2 separate regions of the Canis lupus genome follow, and region 2 is linked to region 1. A link is a contact called in public Hi-C data. All regions are on one chromosome and are shown on one strand. The core of a region is the stretch at or near the end of the contact, and the rest is flanking DNA. Distances in the headings are between cores, read along the strand shown. Region 1 holds the start of MTIF2 (translation initiation factor IF-2, mitochondrial). Region 2 holds the start of CFAP36 (cilia- and flagella-associated protein 36).

Evidence for each region. Hi-C and Micro-C count contacts between places; a contact is called where the count stands out from the background.
Region 2: a Hi-C map of blood shows a contact between it and region 1, with 4 times the contacts expected there. The contact joins the promoter of CFAP36 here to the promoter of MTIF2 in region 1. A contact is called at or near these places in 2 of 9 Hi-C or Micro-C datasets (both in blood).

The regions. Positions count from the first base shown.
Region 1 is chr10:57,430,448-57,435,341 of UU_Cfam_GSD_1.0, reverse strand. It overlaps MTIF2 (translation initiation factor IF-2, mitochondrial), which reads left to right and starts at 2,548. Exons shown (of 15, transcript XM_038551280.1): 1 at 2,548-2,708; 2 at 2,950-3,152.
Region 2 is chr10:57,647,760-57,652,653 of UU_Cfam_GSD_1.0, reverse strand. CFAP36 (cilia- and flagella-associated protein 36) reads right to left here and starts at 2,899. Exons shown (of 10, transcript XM_038551302.1): 1 at 2,617-2,899; 2 at 283-347. The coding sequence starts at 2,728.

The DNA.
Region 1 (4,894 bases), core at 1,299-3,798:
GGAAGGCCTCTCTGAGGAAGTGAAGCACACTGAGATCTGAAAGATGAGTAGGATATTATGAGGGCAGAGAGAGGAGAGAAGAGTGAACCAGGCAGAAAGGAAATAGTGTGACACTGTGTGCAAGGGTGGAAGGAAGCAAATCAAGGAAGAGACTTTGAAAGACAGTCAATGTGGTTGGCATTCAACAAGCAAGGGGAGTGGGGTCATGGCTCCAGTTCCTACACACTAGAGCTGGGAACTAAAATTCTCACCTGTTAAAAATACATTTCTTAAAATGGAACTGTGAGTATTGTAAAAAAATTTCTTTGTATTTTCTATCTTCTGAAAATTTCTATGTATTTTTATAATGGAGGAGGGAATTGCTAAGCTATTAAAAATAAAGAAATGCAAACCATGTCTCCATAAATAAGACAGATTGTATGAGGGTATTTTCAACAAAGACTTCAAAAGAGAAGAAAGCTAAAATGTAAAAAAATTAATAAGTGGGCAGACTGAATTTAATAACCTTCAAATTAAAATATGAAATGGGAGAAAACATTCAGTTTTCTTCCCTGGAAAAATATTGGTTTCATACAATGTGAACAAAATGCATGGAGTAGATGACAGTTGGCTAAGCATCGACGTAGCATATCACCTTTTTGTTCACTTTAAATACTCATTTATAATTGGAAGGTTCTAAGGAAGCTTTGTTTTAAAATTTATAGGACTTTTAGTTCTGTTAAGAAAAATTATCCAAAACCTGGAAATAAACAAAGGGATTTGTTTGCCCTGCTGGGGTCCTGCTGGGTTTTCTTTCACATGCACTCTCGGGGAATCTCTGATTCTCTAGGAATGTTTACTTTTTTTTACTTCATATTTACTATTTTTTAGCATCCAGGTATTATACAACTCTATGAGGGTAGATCTTAATGTATACAAAACTGATAGTAATATAAATGAATTTAGTCTCATAGAGGTGCAAATGATTTTTGTCCTTATAGAAAAGGTAACCCCAAAAGTTACAGCTTTGTTGTGCTAGAGAATATTAACCGATTTTGTATCTATATTAGCAATCTTGTTCAAGCATTCATTCTTTCAGCCACTGTAAATACCTGGCGCTCCCCAATTCTCCTTGGATGAGGCTTACCATCTTGTTGGGTCCCTTGTTAATGAGGAGAATACATCTTCAGACACATGATCACTTTATATTTATTTAATATTTTTAAGCTCTTTAAAAATAACACTCTAAGAGTTTAACCTTCTTAATTTGGCAATGACAATATTGATCTACCAGAAAGGTTAAGTATCTTATTCAAAGTCTTCATATAAAAAAAAAAAAAGAAAAAAAACAAAAGCCAAACAAACAAACCAAAACAAAAAGACCCAAAGTCTTCATACTAATTGGGGAAAGAGAACAAGAATGTAGGAGTAAGAAACGTAGGTTGGGAAGAGAGTGCAAACATACCAAGATAAGCAAGATCTAATGTATGACAATGTGGTTCTAGTATATAATCCTCTGTTGTGTAACTGAAATCTGCTAAGAGTGGAACTTAAATGTTCCCGACAACAACAAAAATAAATACATAAGTAAATTTGTGAGGTGATGGATGTGTCAATTCAATGCAAGGGGGATACTTTCACAACATGTATGTATAGCAGATCATCACACTGTACACTTTATTTTTAAAATTCATTTATTTATATTAGAGAGAACATGAGTGCACATGACAGTGGGGTGGGGGGCAGAGGGCGGGCATCTCCAGCAGACTCCTTGCTGAGGGCGGACCGTGAGGTGGGACTCGGTCTCATGATCCTGAGATCCTGACCCGAGCCAAAAGGAAGGATCCCACCAGCTTAACCAGGTGGCTCACACCCAGGTGCCCCGACATTGTTTTGATGTTCACCAAAATACTAAAAGGGGTTATCTCTGAATAGGTGGGATTTAGGATTTCATTCGCTTCCTTTTTTTTTTTTTTTTTTTTTTATAAATAGGCTTTACATTTTGGGATAAATTTAGATCCTAGAAAAGCCGCAGAGAACAGAGACTTGCCAAGCGCCCTGCACCGCGCCGGGTCTAATGTTTACACCCGAGCAAGCTGAAGCAGCTCACACAGGGGATTACAGCTAAGCCTCCCGCACGCTGGACTCGGATCGGTTTTTCCGCTAATGTGCGTTTCTGTTCCAGGATTGCAACCAGCATTCCACGTCGCATACGGTGATCGTGTCTCCTTGGTCCCTTCTGATCTGTCACGGTCTTTTCTCGTTTCCCATGACCTTGACAGTGATGAAGGGTTCCGCTCAGGTAATTTGGAAAACATCCCCCCCTCCTTGTTGAGCACGCGTCTTTGAAAAGCCTAGCAATCACCTCCATCACATTTCAGCATCAGGGCGGCTCCAGCCCCCCGCCCCCCAGCCCGCCCCGGCGGCAGTAAGTGACCTCCCAGGAAGGGGAGGGTTGCAGAGGCGCCCCCGACCCGCGGCGGACCCCGCGGACGCAGCTGCAACGCGCACCCACCGCCTCCCGGCCCCCCCCCCCCCCCCCCCAGTTCTGGCCGCCGCAGCTCCTTGGGACTCCGCCGTCCGAATTCCGGGGAGGACCGCTTCCGGCGGCACCGGAAGTCCGAGGGGGACCGTTTCGGGGACGGACTGACGGGCAGCATCCCGGCGCCGCAAGGTGATCCCCGCTTTGCTCCTGAATCCCGACGCTCAGCGCCTGACGCGGCCGCCAGGTGAGTGCGGTCCGTGTGCCGGGTCGGCCCCGGGAGGGCGTCTTTTGTTTGGCCTGGAGGGGCAGCGGCACCGCCTGTACACAGCGAGCCCCCGGAAGCCTGTCGGCGGTGCGTGTGATACCCGCGAGCCCCGCGCAGGCGCGGCGGGCGCCGTGTTCGCCTCGCGGCCCCTTGGGATCCAGGTTCGAGGCCAAGCCACACCAGTCTTTTTTTTCTATCCTGACTCCCTTTTACCTTCCAGGTAAATTCCAAGGCTGACCGCGCCCACCGACGCCGCCGAGTGTTGCCCGCATCTCTGTTCAGAGTCCGTGATAAGGAAATCCTGGCTGCGAAAGACCCGGGGGTCAGACAGCTTGGCCTCCAGACCTGTCATTAGCTGGTGGTGTGACATCGGAGAAACCGGGTTCCTTTTCTGTAAAATGAGGAGCTTGGAATAAGTAACAAGTAAGGGTCCTTCCCGTTCTCACACCTGGATTTATTGCCCTTAATGTTATTTTGCTGATTCCTTCCTGTTACCTGTCTGTACGTTGGTTAATCTCCTCGCATTCCATTAACCCGTGCCCTTGTTGAATCTGGTTTTAGATGCATTAAGACATTTTTTTTTTTCCTAAAGGAATCCCTTTCCTTGTTAGGCCGAGGACAGGTACCTAAATAAGATTTTTTTAAAAAAAAATTTTAAGATTTTATTTATTCATGAGAGACAGAGAGAGAGAGAGAGAGAGAGAGAGGCAGAGACACAGGCAGAGGGAGAAGCAGGCTCCATGCAGGGAGCCTGACGTGGGACTCGATCCCAGGTCTCCAGGATCATGCCCTGGGCGGAAGGCAGGCGCTAAACCGCTGAGCCACCCGGGCTGCCCTAAATAAGATTTTTAAAATGTGGGATCCCTGTGTGGCGCAGCGGTTTGGCGCCTGCCTTTGGCCCAGGGCGCGATCCTGGAGACCCGGGATCGAATCCCACGTCGGGCTCCCGGTGCATGGAGCCTGCTTCTCCCTCTGCCTGTGTCTCTGCCTCTCTCTCTCTCTCTCTGTGACTATCATAAATAAATAAAAATTAAAAAAAAATTTTTTTAAATGTGCCATTCTTCAGGTGTTTCATGTGCCTGAGAATCATGAAATCGGAACTTTTTAAAGACAGTAAACTCTGAAGGAAGGGACTCTGGCTTATTAAACTCTGAATCAACATATTCTCAAATGTTATGTCTGGAAGGTGGTATTCAGGAAGTGTTTGCTGAGACGGAAACGGGCACATCTACATTATTTTAGTCGCTCCTTTCCTTAGAAGCTAAGAAAGCAAATCTGTAGAAATGGCAGTCCTGAGAGCAGAAGGAAGACTCAAGGAGAAAAATGACTATACTCTTTTGAGTTCTGGACGATACTATTGAGTTCTGTTGCAGTTTCCTTTCAGGTAACTTTTCTTTCATTCCGAGAACAATATTCAAAAGGCATTATTCAATAGATACTTATTAGATGCCTTCTTCCCACTCTAAAGCATCTTTTTGGTGGGGAGAGGGAGGTGGAAAGAGGGAAGAATATTGAGGGTTGAAAGAATTCCAAGAAGAGAGCATATGCAAAGGTTCAAAAATTAGATGACTATTAGGGATTACAAGGGGATCAGAATAATAAAAGCTTGGAGATAGGAGTGAGGGGACAATGAGTAAGAAATGAAGTGAGAGGTTTGCAGAAGGCAGATAATGAGTCCTTAGATAGCATGATTCGAAGTTGCACTTGACACTGGAGGTGATGGCCACCCACTGCAGGGTGTTTAGCAAAGAGCTGATGAGTTCAAGTTCGCATTTTAGAAAAATCACTCTAGTTGTGATCTGGTTAGCTGATGTTTCAAGAATGAAAAAAAAAAAAAAAAATCCTGGGCAGCCCCGGTGGTACAGCAGTTTAGCGCCACCTGCAGCCCCGGGATATGATTCTGGAGAACAGGGATCCAGTCCCGCATCAGGCTCCCTCCATGGAGCCTGCTTCTCCCTCTGCCTGTGTCTCTAACTCCCTCCCTCTCTCTCTCTCTCTCTCTCTCTCTCTCTCTCTCTCTCTCTCTGTGTCTCTATGAATAAATAAATAAAATCTTAAAAAAAAATTATAAAAAAAGAAAAATAAAAAAATCCCTTTGTAAGTTGTATTTCAGTTCTGGCCTGGTAGGAACATTAACGGTGATGGTGATTAACATCTAGAGAGTA
Region 2 (4,894 bases), core at 1,650-4,149, 220 kb before region 1:
GACGAACATGACCTGAGCTGCAGGCAGACACTTAACTGAATGAACCACCCAGGCACCCCTTTTTCATTTTTTTTAAGGAGGTTCTACTCCCAACACAGGGCTTGAACTCACAACCCCAAGATGAGTCACATGCTCTATGACAGAGCCATTCAGAAGTGCCAAGAATGGAATTTTTTTAATTAAAGAATTTTAAAATGGAAAAATTCCATGTTTTTAATTTAGAAAAGCTAAAAGTAATATTATTCTAATTACCTTTAAAAATCAGTAGAAAAAAATACTCACTAGTTCTTTGTATTCCTGATGAATCTCTGTATAGGTCAATTTGCTTTCTTCTTCATCATCAAAAACTAAATTTAAAATAAATATATTACTGAATACTGTAAAAAAAAAATCATTTCATTAATGCAAATATAAAAGCCCACTCCTTACATCTTACACTACAACTCATCAACATTATATCTTATCACCAAACATAACACATGCAGTGCTTTAAACGCCTGTACATTTTCTCAAGTGTTCCTAGAGGTTTTTTTTTTTTTTTTGCCTCTACCCAATCCTCTTCTCCCAACTATTCTTCAAGACATTGCAAATAGCACATTCTCCAAGATCTGCCACCCACCCTCAAATCCTTCCTCTGATTCCTTCCTCTGAACTCTTAAAATAGTACCACATGCCTCTCTTTATTATAACACCTGCCATTTTAGATATAAATTCCATTTACCTGCCTGTCTTCCCCACTAAATCATAAACTTCTCAACCACAAGGATTTTGTTTCATTCATCTTTCTATGCCCAGGTTCTGGCCCACAGATACTCAATAAATGTTTACTGAAATCAATGCTAATATCACAGATTGTACAAAACTAATCTTTAAAGAAGAGTACACTGTCACTGAAGTATTCACACTGTTATTTCAAATGACACTGGGATGCCACTTCCACTTCTACTGGCATCTGCTCTATATAACGCTGGGCACGCACACAATAGAGCAGCAACTTAAACTGTTTCCAGCTAATTCTAAAACCAAATTACTACATTACATGTCTATAAGGCTGAGGATTGCTTCCATCAGATGTATCATTCCTGAGATGCAACCACTTTTGACATTTGGGGATAAAAGAGAGCAATGCCTCATTTTTTTTTTTTTTTCCATTTTAGCAGTTAGTCTCAGAGGGGTAAACAGAATCAAAAAGTGACATAGTTCTTTTTCCTCCTAAAGGAGGTCAGAATTCCACATTCCATTGATCTTGCACTTTCAAATTCTTAAAAAAAGATCACAAATAAAAAAATTATTTTGAACTTCCTTAGAAATTACACATAAAGACAATCCTTAAATAACTATCTGGATTTTGATTATGCCATAATTTTGCTTACGGTAATGAAAAGATTCAACGGTCAAACTAAAGTCTATCTTTACCAGATTCATGCATGGCATCTTAGGGTTGAAAACGATTCTTAAAAGGTCATCCCGGATAACTAACCGTTTGACGGTTGAATTCCCCTCTATCACATCTCCATTAAGTTGCTGTCAAATCCACTTAAACGCTGCGAGCGCCTGGGGAACTCAACTCCTTACCTTCCGAGGTAGGCTAACTTAACTGGGATACATTCTGCTATGGAGCACGCCCTTCACAGAAATTTGGCTGCGGGGGGGGGGTGGCGGGGGGCACTTGGCTGGCTCAGTGGTTGAGCATCCGCCTTTGGCTCAGCTCTTGATCCCGGAGTCCGGGGATCGAGTCCCGCATCGGGTTCCGTGCATGGAGCCTGCTTCTCCCTCTGCCTGCCTCTCTCTCTCTCTCTCTCTCTCTCTCTCTTTCATATAAATTAATTAATTAAAATCTTTTAAAAAGAAAAAAAAAGAAATTTGTGGGGAGCTTGTACCCACCGATCCTAGCTCTATCCCACTGAACGTTACAAAAGCAAGTCTAAACCCTCCAGCGTAAGGCAGACGTTCAAACGATTGATGGATATCACTACCCTGAAAGTCCTGCCCGGCTCCACACCCATGATACCGGTTGGCCATTCGTTCCTACGACATGGCTTCTGGCTCCTTTTCTGAACGTGGGCTCCAACCCGTCTCCGAGAACTGAAAGCGCTCACAGGGAATATTGTGACACTTTTGTACATCTCCCTTGTTAGAAGATACCCCGTTTCTTATCTATGCGAGGGTCCGAGCGCTCGGGAAAGGCAAACAGGCCACGGGGCCGCCAGCTCGGGGCCTGCTGGAGTCCAGCAAGCCTTCGCTTTGCGGTGAAGCGTCTGGATCAGAAGCACACAGGCAAACTGGCCTCTCTCCTCCCCAGGCGCTGGGGAACCCGCGGAAGCCCCACCAAGCGGCGCACCTGCTCCGGGAAGAATCGCGCAGCAGAATGTGAGGCACCCAACCCAGGCCTGGAACCGAATGATTTTCGGATGTGTCGCTGGGCCGAGGGAGAGGGTTCCGTTGGGAAGACGCGGGCGCAGCGACAGCAATACCTCCTACAAACCAGCTCGAAACCTGGCCGACCCGGGCAAAGGCCTGAGACGTGGGAGCTGGTGTGGGGTCCCCACCTTCCCGCCCGCCGCTGGTGAGAGAGAAGCCAGAAAGAACTGTCGGCTCGGGATCCGGCTTTTTTACCTTCGCATTTCTGCTCCACAAAGTCCAAGATGGGGATGGACCAGTCCGGGCCTCGCAGGAACCCAGCGATGCTCTCCACCACCCATTCCACCTCATCCTCTTCCGCAGCCATCCCGCTCCGCGGGGCGCCGCGCAGCCCTAGGCCCGACCCCCGGAGCCTGCCCCAGGCCCTTCGGCCGCAGGGGGCCGAGACAGAACGGGCGGAGAAGGAGTGGACCCCGCGGTCGCCCTGCTACCTGGACCGAACCCACAAGCCAGTTAACGTAAAATGGTCGCTATGGCAACAGGCGCAGCCGCCCGACAGCTTCCCGGAAGTGAGCGGGCGGCCTCAGAGAGGGGGGAGCTTTTGAAGAACGTTTCCGATTGGCTGGAACGGGACAGTGTCGGATCAAAAGATAGCCTTCCGCCCATTGGTCCGGAGTTGCTAGGGCTGAGAGGGAAAGTGCAGCCATTGGCTGGAGGCCTTAGCGGGACTGGACTGTGTCTCTGCGGAGGAGCGCGTGGGAGCCGAGGCCGAGACCCCGCGGCCCTAACCCCGTGAGCGCGTTAGAGGCCTCGGTTCAGCGTGTGTCCCCAGCACCTTGAAGATGCCAACCACTTGCAAACCCGCTGTCCTGGAAACCTTCGTAACGAAGGGGTTGTTCGAAAATACAAAGGCCGAGCAATGGAGTTCTGGAAGACTTGATGATGGGCCCTCTCTTTGCATCTCCCAGCTCTGGGTGGGTCTTTTTCACCTTTCTTGCGTAGATGGAAAAAAAAAAAACTAGAGTTAGGAGATATTCGAGGGCAAAAATCGGACTTTATATTCACCCAAATAGATGTTTACATAACCAAATCTTACGTCTGATGACACCCAACTCGAATTTTTAAATTAAGGGTCCCCTGTGGAATGGGTCATGAGAGGTCATTGCCAAGGTGCTGGGTGCACCCAAGCCTCTCCAAACAGCCTTATATGGTGTTACAGTTGTTTTCAGGATCTAATTGAGTGTATTGATCGATTTCATGAATCAGGCAGCAACCCATATGGCAAGCAGAGGAGAGCTCCTAGGGAAAGGTTTTTAAAGGTTTTTTTTTGTTTGTTTTTTTTTTTTTTTAAGGTTTTAAAGGTTTTTAAAGGAGTGGGAAAAGAAGTTATCAGCAAAGAATCCATTGCTTCTAAGGGGGACGGAAAGAGTGTATCAGTAAGTGTCCTAAAGCTAGCCAAGAAATTCCCATGTTGACTGATGAGAGGTCACATTGCTGGGGAGCCGAAATGACACGTTAGTTTTAAGTCTTGGTTTACTGGTTCTGGGCCTTAACCTAAGTGACACCATTTCGAGCCTGTGGTTTTCTTTTTAGCAATATATTTATATAAGTGAGATCATATTATATGAATAGTCACAGAACTTTTTTTCACTCTGAAGTCACTTTTCATGTGAAAATATAGAACTGCTTTCTTTGCAGCTGCATAGTATTCTATAAACTACCACTTAGTCTATTTTTACTTTGTGCGTGTGTATAAACATACAATATCTTAGTGGGTCCAGAAATGTGATCATTACTGTGCAGTGTTTTTCTCCTTCCCTGATGTGGGTGTACTCTACCATTTTTTTCTTTACAAACTGCTGAAATAAACATCTTTGTGTCACTAAGAAGTGAAGTGTTGGTTTTATTGACTATTTTGGGGGTAGATTCCAGCAGATTTGCTAAGTGAAAGTATATATGTCTGGATTTATTCGACTAATCTTCAACTGCTAGATTAAATTACTTCAATTTTTAAAACTCATAAGCGGTTCTGTGATGAACATATGTCACATATTTTTGAACCCAAGTCTCATTATTTCCTTTGAACAAATTCCCAAACGGAAAATTACTGAACTTATTTTTAAAATCTTTTTGAAAAATGTCTTTGTCAATGTACTAGGTTAAAAATAGAACATAGGGGGATCCCTGGGTAGCACAGCGGTTTAGCACCTGCCTTTGGCCCAGGGCATGATCCTAAGGACCCTGGATCAAGTCCCACATCGGGCTCCCTGCATGGAGCCTGCTTCTCCCTCTGCCTGTGTCTCAGCCTCTTTCTCTCTCTGTCTCTCTTATGAATAAATAAATAAAATCTTTATAAAAAATAAAAATTTGAAACTGAGCATTATTTGACATTGATTCCCCTTTGTGTTTGTTCCTGGGTTACCTTTCCCTATCCTTCAACCATTTCTTATTGGAATGTTCTTTTTTATTATTGATTTATAAGTGCTTTTTACATTATTATAAGAATTTTCACCCTTGGACACACATTGCAGTG